2 separate regions of the Lactuca sativa genome follow, and region 1 is linked to region 2. A link is a contact called in public Hi-C data. All regions are on one chromosome and are shown on one strand. Each heading gives the region's core, a stretch centred on a gene start, on an enhancer-like site or on the middle of the called end of the contact. The rest is flanking DNA. Distances are from core to core; before and after follow the strand shown. Region 1 holds the start of LOC111909415 (putative glucose-6-phosphate 1-epimerase). Region 2 holds the start of LOC111909416 (serine/threonine-protein kinase STY13).

Evidence for each region. Hi-C and Micro-C count contacts between places; a contact is called where the count stands out from the background.
Region 1: a contact with region 2 is called in a Hi-C map of leaf, with 2.8 times the contacts expected there. The contact joins the promoter of LOC111909415 here to the promoter of LOC111909416 in region 2. A contact is called at or near these places in 2 of 4 Hi-C or Micro-C datasets (both in leaf).

Annotation. Positions count from the first base shown.
Region 1 is chr3:181,145,656-181,152,772 of Lsat_Salinas_v11, reverse strand. It overlaps LOC111909415 (putative glucose-6-phosphate 1-epimerase), which reads left to right and starts at 4,444. Exons shown (of 8, transcript XM_023905238.3): 1 at 4,444-4,914; 2 at 5,491-5,565; 3 at 5,719-5,775; 4 at 5,873-6,030; 5 at 6,110-6,241; 6 at 6,335-6,437. The coding sequence starts at 4,837. LOC111909414 (altered inheritance of mitochondria protein 32) reads left to right here. Exons shown (of 5, transcript XM_023905237.3): 5 at 1-26.
Region 2 is chr3:180,938,703-180,946,094 of Lsat_Salinas_v11, reverse strand. It overlaps LOC111909416 (serine/threonine-protein kinase STY13), which reads left to right and starts at 2,334. Exons shown (of 6, transcript XM_023905239.3): 1 at 2,334-3,028; 2 at 3,133-3,265; 3 at 3,360-3,555; 4 at 3,668-3,792; 5 at 3,888-4,046; 6 at 4,910-5,812. The coding sequence starts at 2,898. The coding sequence ends at 5,227.

The DNA.
Region 1 (7,117 bases), core at 3,195-5,694, 200 kb before region 2:
ATAGTGACTCTTCTTTCTTGTACTCATTATTATTATTATTATCTATAGGGTAATGATGCATTTATCTAATTTAATTATCAAAAAAAAAAAAAAAAAAAAAAAATCTACGAGATACTCCAATTGCCTACAATTCATGTTCGAGAGTTGCTATCAATGTATCAAGGTTGTTAAAATTGTGATCTTGCTTGTAGGATTGTATGATTCTTCCTATCTATGTAAATTGTTTCCGATCTTTTAAGCTCGTAGTAGGATTGTTTCCTTTAAAAAAATTAATATTTTTTATTGGACTAACTAAGTAGAATACACATTTGAATTGTTTATTGTTAAATAATGTGGAAATGACATATTTGCCCAATGATGTATTTTGAATATGACCATTCACTCTCGTAACTTATTTTCGTTCTTTATGAAGATTTTCCGTTTAGTTCACTGAATCGAACCATCTTTCTCTTACGAAAAAAACTTTTTTTTTTTTTTTTTTTTTTTTTTTTTTTTTTTTTTTGTGAATTTGAGTCCTTTTGGGTTTTTGTTATCTTTCCTGGTTTTGTTTTGATGAGCATATTTTTTTCTTTCTTCATGTTACTATTTGAATTCTAGATGCACAAAACAACCTTCAATCTTGTTTCTTGACTCATTAAAAAGATGTTATATTCGATTCTTTCAAAAGAAAAACCATTTGTGTTGATGGATTGTTCTTCAATGGACCCTTATCAACACCAAAGAACATATCCAGAATCATTAAAGTGTGTGCTATTTTAGTTAAATTACAAATATTCCAAATCCACAATAGTCTTCCGATTTTCCAAAAATGGGTTATGATTGCGAAAACCGTCGTGATGCAAGATCGATGGTGTATTGTCGATCAGACGAAGCTTACTTATGTTTATCATGTGATTGGAATGTTCATTCCACAAACGCATTATTAAAACCCCATTCAAGAACATTTGTATGTGATAGATGCAATTCAGAATCAGCATTCGTTAGATGCATTGATGTAAAACTATCACTTAGTCAAATGTAATTGAGAAGGTCACACTGGTTCCTTAAAGAAAGCACCCACGCCGGCGGAGAAGATGATGGCAGGATAAAGGAGTTTCATGATGCGTTCAAGCTTTATGATCTTGAACAATAACATGTTGATTTCGGCTTCAGAGTTGCACAGATGACGACGTGATTTTGACTTTTAAATGGAAAAATGTTTGAGTGGCACTGGCTAATATAGGTTAAAAAGACTAAAAAGATAGACTACTTTAGAGTTTATTCCTTCATAAAACACAAAACAAGTTATGGGGCTGAATGAATAAATTCGAAATACATGGTTAGGTAATATGTCATTTCCCCTTAAATAATATATATTTTTATGTTTTAGATTATTTATTATTAACTGATAAATGAAAATATATTTTTTGGGTAGTGATTCGTACACAACAGTTTTTTGTCATATATAACAATTTATGCATTATAGAGTTGTACAATACAACACTTTAAAACACAAATTGTTGTGTACGGAGAAAAAATGTTGTGTACGAATCAATTCTCATATTTTTTATGTTTTAAAATTATTTTTGTTGGATTTTACGACCCAATTTGATTTTAGATCTTCCAAAAGAAAATACGATTTTAAATGAGTCTTGATAAATAAATTAAAGAATGGTTTTAGGCTTTTTGAACAATTGCACGTGTGGTGTATATAGAAATATAATTTGTAGTGTGTAATTTTATTTTGACAGTTATGATGGTCGATTTACAAAATTTAAAATGAAACGACAAGTATAGCTGTTAAAAAGTTGATTCAATTTCGGAAACAGATATTGTCCTAACGAACATATATTTTAATTGCTTTTGAGAGTGCCAATCGATTTAAAGTCTAGGATACAAAATTTCATAAATGGCAAAAAATTAAATAAATTAAATGTTATTTGAATTATTAGTTAAGATTTAAGACAATAAAAGAGATAACGGGGTTGCATCCTCCACTCCCGCCTATACCCCCGAATTCCCTTTATTATCCCTGCCTTCACTCCTGTCCTGTTTTCCCATTCCCAATTGACTTTGAGCTATTTTTTTGGGCTAAAAAACTATTTTTGGGTAACAAATAGTTATTTATAGCAAAATTTTATATGTTACAAACAATTTAAAAAAACTTACTAGTATTTTTTTGCTGAATTTTGGCAGGTCAAAATCATATTATTGTTCATTATATATATATATATATATATATATATATATATATATATATATATATATATATATATATATATATATATATATATAATTTATTAACGTGGCCACCATAAGAGTTTCGAGACGAGACTGCCCATCCCCACCCCTACCTCGCCCCCAATTTATTTAAACAAATATCCCCATACGGGGCACCCACGGGAATGAGTCCCATGAAACTTTTTGACTTCCTGTCATCTTACTATTTCTATTTACAAAAACAAGGAATAGTCCACTACCGAATCAACAATGGAGTCATTTCTTTGTATATCAGTTCGAAAAACTATCAAATTTCTAAACCGTCATAACACCCATAAAATAGTAATAATAATTGCTTCCACGACTAACTTTTTGGACTTGTGTATATTGAGATTATCGAACCACATCTACAAGCTCACTGTTAGGGTGTTCATCGGTTGAAATCTAATGGATCTTGATGAAACTGACTAATACAATTATAATTGAATGTTGTATTTTATGAATCGATCAAATCCAATTCGTGATATACAACCAAACCGATGCAATTGGATATTGGATCGGATCAGTATTATCTATTTTTGCAAAGAGTCAACTTTCATATGTATTCACTATGTATTCACTAACGATGAATATCATACTAACATTGTGTCTATATATCCTTTGATCTAAGATATATGTTTACTTTTTTAGTTAATGTAACATTGTGTCTTGATGTATATTTTGAGGTTAATTTATAATTTTTTATAATGAAATTACAAGAATGTTATTATCAGGAAACTATTTCAATCACTTGAATAAAAGCATTGTCTTATTGACCATATGATTTAATAGTCATATCAAAACAATTTAAATACAAACATTGCTTTATTGACCATATAATTTAATCGTCATATCAAAACAATGTTTTACATCTCTTATAAAAAATATTCCTCTTATGTGATTGAAAATAAATGTTTATCATGAAAAATATTAATTTGATTTTTTGTAATCTCTTATAAAAAATACCATTCCTCTTATATGATTGAAAATAAATGTTTATCATGAAAAATATTAATTTGTTATTTTGTAATATAATAAACTTCTTTATTAATTAATTTTTACTTGACAACTTTTTAATCCCTTTTAACTTTCAACATAATATATTTAGTTTTTGAATTTAATTGTGATAACCTAATAAACTCAATTTATTAATTTAAATATTATATTAAAATAAAACATAAATTAAAACCTAAAATATACTAAAAAAGGTCCAAAAGCAATCCTTAAAATAATTATGACTTTTAATGTAGTATTTAATTAAAAAAAAAAACTTTAATCTAGCGCTATTAGATGTATTTTAAGGCGTCTTTAATGGACAAGAATGTAGTTTTTGAGTAAGTGTGCCATTCAGAACAGTTAATATAAGTATAAATATAAATATAAAACCTAAAGTTAAAATGTAAAATAAACTAAAAAATGTTCGATTCTATTTTTATCACATAAAACACAGTGGCACGTACAGTGACAATGAACAATGAAGTTCAAGACAGAGATTAAGGGGGTGTTTGGGATTGCGATTGAAAAATGGTTATTTGCTTATTGGCTTCTTGAAAAGCTAATAAGTCAAAAAAAAGTGTTTGACAAACTCAAAAACACTTTTGAGAGTAGTTTTTTCATAAGCTTCAATAAACACTTTTTAATAAGAATGTAAAACGTAGCTTTTTGAAACTGTTTATGGCTTTTTAACCAATATAACTTCAAAAAGCATTTTTTAAGCTAAACACTTTTTAACTTATTAACTTTTTCACTATAAAATCTTATCTAAACACTTTTTAAAAAACTCTTTTTACCGCCACTATAAGCAAATAAATACTTTTATTTAAAAACACTTTTCTAGTTCAAAAAGTACTCCCAAACACCCCTAAAAGCTAGACAACCTTCTGGACAATGAGTAATTTAATTATATAGGCAAAAAAAAAAGTTAAATAAAAAAAATATTTAGCTACCCAAAATAATCATAATCAATAGTTTAATATGTAAAGATGATCGACATATATGATACCCAATCCAAACATGGCATAAAAACGCTGACACTGAATCTTAAAGACCACGTGGAGGGCACAAGCGGGTTAAAGATAGGTTGTCTAAACCCGATTCGAGTCCATTTTATAAGAACCGACGATTTCACCCGGTGACTCTCGTCCACTAATTTATTAAAAAAAGAAAAACAAAATAAATAAATAAATAAATGCATAGACTCACATAGTTGGTGGCCTGTTCTTCCAATCGGATCGATTCTGTTACAATAAATCATTAAAAAATCTTAGTCAAATTAAGATTAAGCATAAGATCCTGCTACTTTTTAATTTAAGATTTGCAATCTATTGTATTTAATGATGATCTGTTTTGTTTTTGTTTTATTCCATTTTTTAGTATTTAAATCTTTGTATTTTATTGGATGAATGGATGAAATACGCGGTGTTTATAGAAACAGAATGATTCTATTTATACGTCTTATTCTCATTCCATTTTGCTGTGATTTTGTCCACCGTTTTCAAATTCTTCATTTTCGTCGTATTCCGTTTCTGTCGCTTTGGATTCTTCGTTTTTCTTTATAATTGCTGTGTGTGTAATTCTGTGAACTCTGAAGGATTCGACATGGCTGTTAATATCATCAATGATGGAGATCGATCGCCTAGAGTTGTACTCAGTGAGCCAACCGGATCAACAGCGGAGGTTCGTTAACACGTTTATTGTGTCTTTGTTTGTTCATCACAGAATTCTCTACCAGTTTCTACATGTTTCGTTTGTTTTTTTTTGATGTGAAAGAGTAATTTGAGAAATTTGGTGCCAGAAGCAAGTTGTTGATCGATTGTCGAACGATGAACAAGTGGTTAATCGCCTTTTTCTGGCTCCACATTTCTTCAATTCTGTAGCATTGTTGTTTTGAGTTGTGATTTTTGGTTCGAAGGAGTTAATTATGATCACAAACTTTTGGGGAAAATGTCAAATATGTGAAGTATTTTTTCGAGTCAGAATGATGGAATTATACATTGCAAGTCCACAATCATCAATCTACTGATTCGTCAATCGTAAAAATCTCGTGTATTTATTAAGCGACTGTTTCAGACTTTCAGCCCAGAATTCTAGGGCTTTCACTTTGAGTATACTATTGAATGCCGAATGTCTTTACTCTCTATTTGCTTCTTTTCTAGTAACATACAACTTTCTGACTCAATTTCAGATTGAAATTACTGTTTATCAGTTACTGATTTTGATTCATTCTCTTCTTCTTCTTCTTCTTCCATCTAGGTGCTCTTGTATGGAGGTCAGGTTGTTTCTTGGAAGAATGAAAGGCGAGAAGAGCTACTTTTCATGAGCAGTAAGGTGATCCAACTATGTATTTCAAACTTCAAAGCCAAAATCTCTTCATTTTTTTTTGCAATATAGTTAAATATCATATAAGCAATGATCTGAATTCATGTATATTATGTGCATTTGTATGATCATGACTCATGAGGACATTCTCTATGTGTGTAGGCTGTTTGGAAACCACCAAAATCCATAAGAGGTGGCATACCCATTTGCTTTCCTCAGGTATGCATTCAACAATCCACAAAACCATTTTTTTAGTTTTCTTTTTTTTTCTCAATAGAACACAGTTATAAAGTATAAACTGTAATATCCATTACAGGTTGCAAATTTTGGTGCACTTGAGCAACATGGATTTGCAAGGAATAGGTTATGGTCAATAGATGAAGATCCTTCACCTTTACCTCCACCCAACAATCAATCAATGGTGGATCTTGTATTGAAATCAACAGAAGAGGATCTGAAAACATGGCCTCATAGGTACTTTCTAGTTTCCACATGATTTAATCAAATCTTTAATGGATTTTGGGTGATTATTTTATATATGTTTTTTGTTTAGATTTGAGTTGAGGCTGCGTGTGATTGTTGGTGTTGGGAAGCTTACTTTGATCCCTCGTGTGAGAAATGTTGATAGCAAAGCTTTCTCATTTTCTATTGCTCTTCATAACTACTTTTCTTTATCAGATGTCAGGTTTGCATAATCCTACTTTTGATTTTTAGTATTAATTGTAAATATTATTGTTTTTAGATAAGTAGAATGATATATGGAGTTTTTAAAATGCAGTGAAGTACGTGTTGAAGGGTTGGAGACACTTGATTACTTTGACAATTTGTTAATGAGAGAAAGGTATACAGAGCAAGCAGATGCAATTACCTTTGATGGAGATGTAAGATTTTATTTTTATTACAACACAGTTTCATTTCTTTCTTTACAACAATCTACTTTCAATTTTTTTTTTTATTCTTATGATCTTATAAAAAAATCTACCTTTTTGAGTTGATATAATTAAAGACCTTATATATTGTGTTTTTTTTTTTGGATCAAACCCCAACTTTATATTTTTCCTGAAAAAGACCTTGCATTTTGTTATATTTTTTCAAAAAAAAAACCCTCAATTTTTTTTGGGTTAATCTTATAAAAGACCTTATATTTTGTATTTTTTCCGGATTAAACTTCAACTTTATTTTTTTTTTCATGAAAAAGACCTTGCATTTTTTTCATTTTTTTTCGGTCCGGACCTTTTAGTCATTTTTCTCTAAAAAAGTTGTAAAATGTGAGGTTTTTTCAGGAAAAACTAAAAAAGTTGAGGATTTATTTGTAAACATTTAGAAGGTTGAGGGTTTTTTTCGAAAAAAAAAGATAAAGTTGAGGGTTTTTTCAGAAAGAAGGAAAGTATAAGATGATGTTTAATCCGGAAAAAACACAAAATATAAGGTCTTTTATGAGATTAACCCAAAAAAATTGAGGGTTTTTTTGAAAACATATAGCAAAATGCAAGGTCTTTTTCATGAAAAAAAATAAAGTTGGGGTTTAATCCAAAAAAAACACAATATAAGGTCTTTTATG
Region 2 (7,392 bases), core at 1,085-3,584:
TTTCACTTTTTTCAATCTAATGGTTAGAATTTAGTCACACATTCACACTATATTTGTGATTCACATTTAATCCTAACCATATATATATATATATATATATATATATATATATATATATATATATATATATATATATATATATATATATATATATATATATACAGGGAAAAGTTCAATAGAGAACCATTATTAATCAAGGAACCAAGAAACCAATCTAAAGCGTCGGAATTTAAAGCGATCAACGGCAAAATGAAGGGTTGTAAATTTTTATAATAGACGTACATGTACCGGAGTATAACAAAACCACTTCCTTTTTTTCATTAAAATTTTTTTAGGCCAAGTTTTTTATCGAAAAAAAATCCGAATATACTGTTGTTCACGATTTTTCGTCATCTTTCCATAGAGATCCATGATGATATATAAAAAACGAACTTTTTTTTTTTTTCGAAAAAGACCCACTTAATTTTCTTATTTTTTTCAATATTTAAGTTTTTTTTATATAAAAAAAACTAATTATACCAAAAATATTAATTTTTTGTACTCTATTAATTAACATCAACACCGATAAAAAAACCTCGAACAGTGTAGATTCACACTGTGAATCTAAACTGTAAATATTTCAATTTTTAACATTCACAATATGAAAAATCTCGAACAGTTCAGATTCACATTGTGAATCTGAATTAATATTATGCACACTGTGAATCTGAGAAGGTTCACAAAAAAAACCCTCGATCAGTGTAGATTCACATTGTGAATCTGATTTATTATTATACACACTGTGAATCTGAGGAGGTTCACAACGTGAATCTGAACATGTTTACAATATGAATCTGAACAAGTTCACAATATGATATATTTATTAGTTTTTTTCTATAAAAAGTACGAAAATATGAATTTTGATATATTTATTAATTTTTTTCTATAAAAAATAGACCTTAACTTTTTTCATTAAAGAAAATGAAGTGAGTTTTTTTCAAAAAAAAATCGTTTTTTATATATAATCATTGATCTCTATGGAAAGAGGACGAAAAATTATAAACAACGGTATATTCGGTTTTTTTTTGATAAAAAACATGGCCTAAAAAAATTTTAAACGAAAAAAAGTTGTGGCTTTTTTTTTTTGCAATGGGTGGATTTTTTGGTATTATCCGGTGTGTGTGCGTCCAATGTGAAAGTGTACATTTATTTCCTTGGCCGTTGATCGTTATGATTTCTGATGCTCACGATTGGTTCCTTGGTTCGTTGGTTAATTATGATTATCTATTGAATCTCATATATATATATATATATATATATATATATATATATATATATATATATATATATATATATATATATATATATATATATATATATATATATATATATAGACACACACTAACCGTTATATATTGAAGAAATATATGTTATATAATATTAACGATAATATTCTTATAAATTGTTTTTAAAAAATGAAATTTCATAGTAAATAATTGTAATGTATGGACTAGTATTTTTTTAATAAAATTATATTTTTAATTTTGATATAAAGTTATACTTTCCCGATATTTATTAAGTTTTTATAGTCTATTAGTTTTGTTATTTCAGTTAAATTAAAGACACATTCGTTTACATTTTGAGTATTCTAATTTTCTAATATCTATATATAAAAGGAATGCATGTTATATTTAAAAAATAACAGTTGTAATTTCTCAACTCTAATAAATGAAAGGTTTTTTTTTGTTATATGTCATATTCTCATTTAATTTGACAAATGTAATTATTTGGTTATTTTGAATTATTTTTTTTTCACATGTCATTTTATGGACATTTTTATTTTATTAAATTTAATATAATATTTTAATATAATAATTATAATAAATAAGGTATAAATAAATATCAATTTTATTAATGGAGTTATCTTCTAATTTCAAAATTCTCAAATTAAAGCTTATTAATTTCTTTTGTTTATTTATTTAAATTTAAAATATAAAAAAAAACATTTCAATTTTAATAATTTATTATTTTTCTTATTTTTTCGTATATATTTAAAGTTATAAAATATTTAGATTTTTATATCAATTTTTTTAAAATTAACCTATATTATACATGAGTCTCACAATTAGTTTTTTTTTTTTTTTAAATAAAAAAGAAGAATTCAGTTTCTATATTAACTTTTGATAAACAACCATCATTTGATTATGAATAAATAATATAGCTTGTTTATGTTAATACAAAATAATAAAACCCATTATAATCGATAATAGTCTATTAAATTATGGGTACCCGTTGATAATGCGTGTGTATTATTTTAGTATAAAAATTCCACTATAAAACCTGCACCATCTCTCAATCAAATGGCATCAAAACCCCAAATCTTTCGGGTTTACGCATCTCATCTTCCATTTTCTCCCTAAATATTTTAATCACTAAGATAATGCACACACGATTCTGTCTGACACAAATTTACCCAATTCCTTTCCTTTTTCTTTGCAGATCGATAACTCAACCAAACTTCCAATTAAATACTCTCAAACCCTCTCTCATTTACTCCAGAATTTTAATTCTTTACAAGAACCCATTGATCTTGCTCAGAGCTTATCGTAATGGGTCTTTTAAGGTTTATTTAAGTCGTGGGGTTAGTTTCTTGTCTTAATGAACATGGGGGGTTTTATGCTTTGTCTCCCAAACAAAGGCAATCCGATTTCATATTTTTAATTCTGTATGTGTGTCTGTGTGTGTCTGATCTCACAGTATGGGTCACTGCCATTAAAGCTGAAGTGAACCTTTTAAGTCTGCTAGTTGATCTTGTTTGTGGGTTTGTTTATTTATGCTGTGGGTCTAGCCTAGGTTTTAAAAAAATGTGTTCTTGAACATTTTGCCTGTAAGGTGTTCGATAAAAATCCTCAAAGAATATGGGATCTGAAAATGCATTTTTCTCCGCAAGCGAGTTTAGTTTGGAAGCGAAGTGGGTAATCGATCCGAAGCTTCTTTTCGTTGGTCCGAAGATCGGCGAGGGTGCTCATGGCAAAGTATACGAGGGCAAGTAAGTCATTGTAGTTCGCAAATCGCAATTAACGACGAATATCGATCCAAATTGTTAATTCGTTCCCGATTTTGTTGTTTTATTGATTGTCTTCTTTCCCCCAGATACAAAAACAAAATCGTCGCCATTAAAATTGTGAATAAAGGCGATACGCCAGAGGAGATAGCGAAGATAGAAGGTCGTTTTGTGAGAGAAGTCGCAATGTTATCAAAAGTGCAACACAAGAATTTAGTAAAGGTACACTTTTAATATCATTAAATAGACTATGGATATTGGATAATGCTATATTATTGATAAGAATTAAAAAAAATCGAATCTTGTTTTGTATTAGTTCATAGGAGCTTGCAAGGAACCAGTCATGGTGGTAGTCACCGAGCTTCTTACCGGTGGAACTTTGAGAAAATACTTAGTGAATATGCGACCCAATGGGTTGGAGACACGTGTCGCTATTGGATTTGCTCTTGATATTGCTCGTGCAATGGAATGTTTACACTCTCATGGGATCATTCATCGCGACTTAAAACCTGGTAAATCTTCATTTCATCGTTTGTTTTATAGTTAGAAATTAGAATTCGAAATATATATTTTTATTTTTTTTATTTGGATCGATAAAAATCATTTATATATATTTTTTTTCAGAAAATTTGCTGCTTACGTCAGACCACAAATCTGTAAAACTTGCTGATTTTGGTTTAGCAAGAGAAGAATCATTAACAGAGATGATGACAGCAGAAACTGGAACATATAGATGGATGGCTCCAGAGGTAATTTAATAATTTATAATTTATAAATTATAATTACTTTTCTATTTTTTTTTACTAACATTTGATGTTTAAAAAATATGTAATACAAAGTGCAGCTTTATAGCACTGTGACATTAAGGCATGGAGAAAAGAAGCATTATAACCATAAAGTAGATGCATACAGTTTTGCCATTGTTTTATGGGAGCTTATACACAACAAATTACCATTTGAAGGAATGTCAAATCTACAAGCTGCATATGCAGCTGCTTTCAAGGTATTATTTTTTATTTTTATCCTATTCATGTTCGGGCAGTTCGGGCAGTTTAGTTTGGGCAGGTTGGGTAATGGTAATGGTAAATTGGTAATGTAGTGGTGGTGTTTATACTTTATATGTGAAAGGTGAAATCTTTATAAGCAACCTTACTTGAATTTTTCAAAACTTGAAACACACGCGTTATATTTAATCATTAGATTAGAAGAAGTTTTCATAAAAAGGTTGAATTTTTTGTGTTTAGAAAACGTCAAATATGAGTAAAATGGGGAAATAATGACATAATGAGAAGTCAATAAAGTATAGTTTCTTGTTTGTTTTTTTTTTTTTGTTTAATATTTTAAAGTAGGATGCTTAGAACATAAATTAAGTATAAACTATAAAGTATATCACTTTTGACTAAATTATAATTTTGGTCCCTGTTACTTTTTTGACTTTTTTTTTTCAGTTTAGGTCCAAAAATGAATCCTTTTTGCAGTTTTGGTCCTTATTTCAGGGTTTCATAACAGTTTTTCTCTCTATGAATAACACCGTTTGTTTGATTTTGTCACACTCATGTTAAATGACCAATTTACCCATATTTTTGTATTACCTGTGTATGATGCCTAAAACATAAGTGGATAGCATTTTTCCAGTTTAGGTTCGAAAAGGAACGTTTGTTTCCTTTTAAACGCTTTTCAAATGACCATTTTACCCCTACTTTTACATTCCCGGTCTAATTAATAAAACAAAACATAAAGTATGCTTTTTTAATACAATTATTAACCCTATTGGGAAAATCTTATTATAACATAGGGATATGAGACTTTTTGTTAAAACCCATGTTAAATGACTATTTTACCCTTTTTGATGATTTTGTCTGACAGAATGTAAGACCAAGTGCGGATGACCTCCCAGAGGATTTGGCTATAATTGTGACATCTTGTTGGAAAGAAGATCCAAATGCTCGACCAAATTTCACTCAAATAATACAAATGCTTCTTCATTACTTATCAAACAATACACAAATGGGACCCACATCCATCCCACCTCGAATTTTCACCTCCCAAAATACCATCTTTTCACCCGAATCACCTGGCACAAGCACATTAATGGGGGCAAAGGATGAATCGGTTGAAACACCAAAAACTCCAGTTGGAAATAGCCCTCGAGGTCTATTTTCGTGTTTTTATCAATGTTGTTGATGATAAAGATGAGAGGTTGGAAATATATATAAGATCATGTATAGAATGAAAGTAGTAAGAAAAGAAGATTAGTTGGAGATTTAGGAGGTGTTTTGTGTTAGTTTTTAATGGAGAAATATGGACTTGAAGTTGTTTAAAAGAGATTTCTTAGATGCCGTGTTAGCATACCAACGGTGAAAAGCCATTTGAAATGGAGTTTGAGAGTCAAGAGACAGTCAAAGTTTTGAGTGTCAGCAGTTGCAGTGTCAAAGATTTTGTTTTGCTATGTACCGGATTGGTTATCTAGTAGACTGTTGTGTATCTGTTGTGTAAGTGAAATAGACTACGTCTTAAGATGGGATGGTGTGGGCCAGCTTAAAGTTTCTAGATGCTAAAATTGTGTGAAAAGGGGTAGGGTTGATGTGATGTTGTAGGTGTAAGAAATAAAGTCCATCCAAAGGGCCCTTTTTATACCCCTTAAGTTATAAATGTGTCCAACTTTTTGCTTTTAAGTTGTACTTTTTTGCATATCAAATTGCCATAGATTTGTTTGTATTCTTCACTACTTCAATGATCAATGCATTGGACCAAATTGTGTACTCTTCACACACCTTTCACTTTTGTCCTATAATCATATCATTTCTTTTATTCTTTCCCCGATTCTCTCTGCCTTGGGAATGCACCACTTATTTGCTCATATTTTTTTTAAATAAATATATAAATAATTTAATTATAAAAAGAAAATATTTCATTAATTTAAAGAAAATAAAAAATCGCATAAAAGTTAAAATGAAACTAAACATAACAATAATTAAAACAAACCTAATTATATTTCTTACTAGTTGTGAGACCTGTATATTATACGGGTTGGTTAAAACAAAATGTTAAATAGAAAAGATTATATCGAAAGTTTATTTAAATTTGAAATCTAAAATAAGTGAAAATTATGAGAAAAAATACATGCGAAAAATAAATAAATTAAAATTATGTGTTTAGTTGTCAAATTTGTATACTAAACGGGTTAATTATAATAATATTTTAAATATAAAGGTTTAAACTGTAAATTATTTGAAATTGAAATTTCAAATTTCAAATTTGAAATTTGAAATTAATAGTAATTATTAAGTTTTAATCTATAGAAACTAAATTAATGATATATTGAAAATGAAAAATAAAATAAATGACAAGTGGAAAATAAATATATATCTCAAAATTATAACAAAATGACATGTGGCCAATTCAATAAAAAAATAACATTTGGCAAAATCATTCTTATTTATTAGGGTAAATTTATTGCAATAAATATATTTAATAAAAATAAAACAACCACAAAATGTCATGTGGAAAAAATTTAATTGAAAATAACCAGAAAATGACATGTGGCCAAATCAATAAGAATGTGACAAATGACAAAAGGTTCTTTATTTATTAGGAATGATTCATAATTTTCGTGTTTACCTTTAAAATTATGTCAGTTTTTTCTCTCGAAAGATGGTCGGTGGCTTGTATCAAAAAAGTACAAGTAGAACAATCGTTCCAACTACATCGTGACTTAGTATGTTTCGTATCTTATGAAAGAATTCACGTGAGTTATCTAAATTGCATTTTGATTTTCATGCCAAAAAGATGATGAAGTGGAATAAGAAGCTCTAATAAAAGCCTAACAACTAATGAAGCTAATGAAGCTAGACTAAGTTCGAAGTGGTATCCATAAGAGCATGATATTCAACATCTGGCAGTTTAAAGATCGTTTCTTATTATCTCCGTTATGAAGCAACATTTCCTGTAGTGGACCTAGTAAACGATATTAATGTAACATGTAATCAAACACTTTCTCTAACTTTTTTGTTTTATTTATTTATTTTTCAACATTCAACATTGCAACACTTGATATATTTCATATTGTGCATAAATGATCAAGTTTACTCTCACAACTGCTACCTTATTTTTCTAGTTTTTAAATTTTAAGGTTATGTTTTGCATAGTAGTTGATAGCTGAAAAACTAACTGTTATATGAAAAGTTAGTTGATAGCTGAAAAACTAGCTGATAAAAAATAACGCTTAGTAAAACAAGATGACAAGCTATCTAAAAGATATAAAATAACATAAAAAAACATTTAGAAGAATATGTTTTTTTATGATAAATTAAGGGTATATTTGAAAAGATTTAAAAAAGCTTATAAAA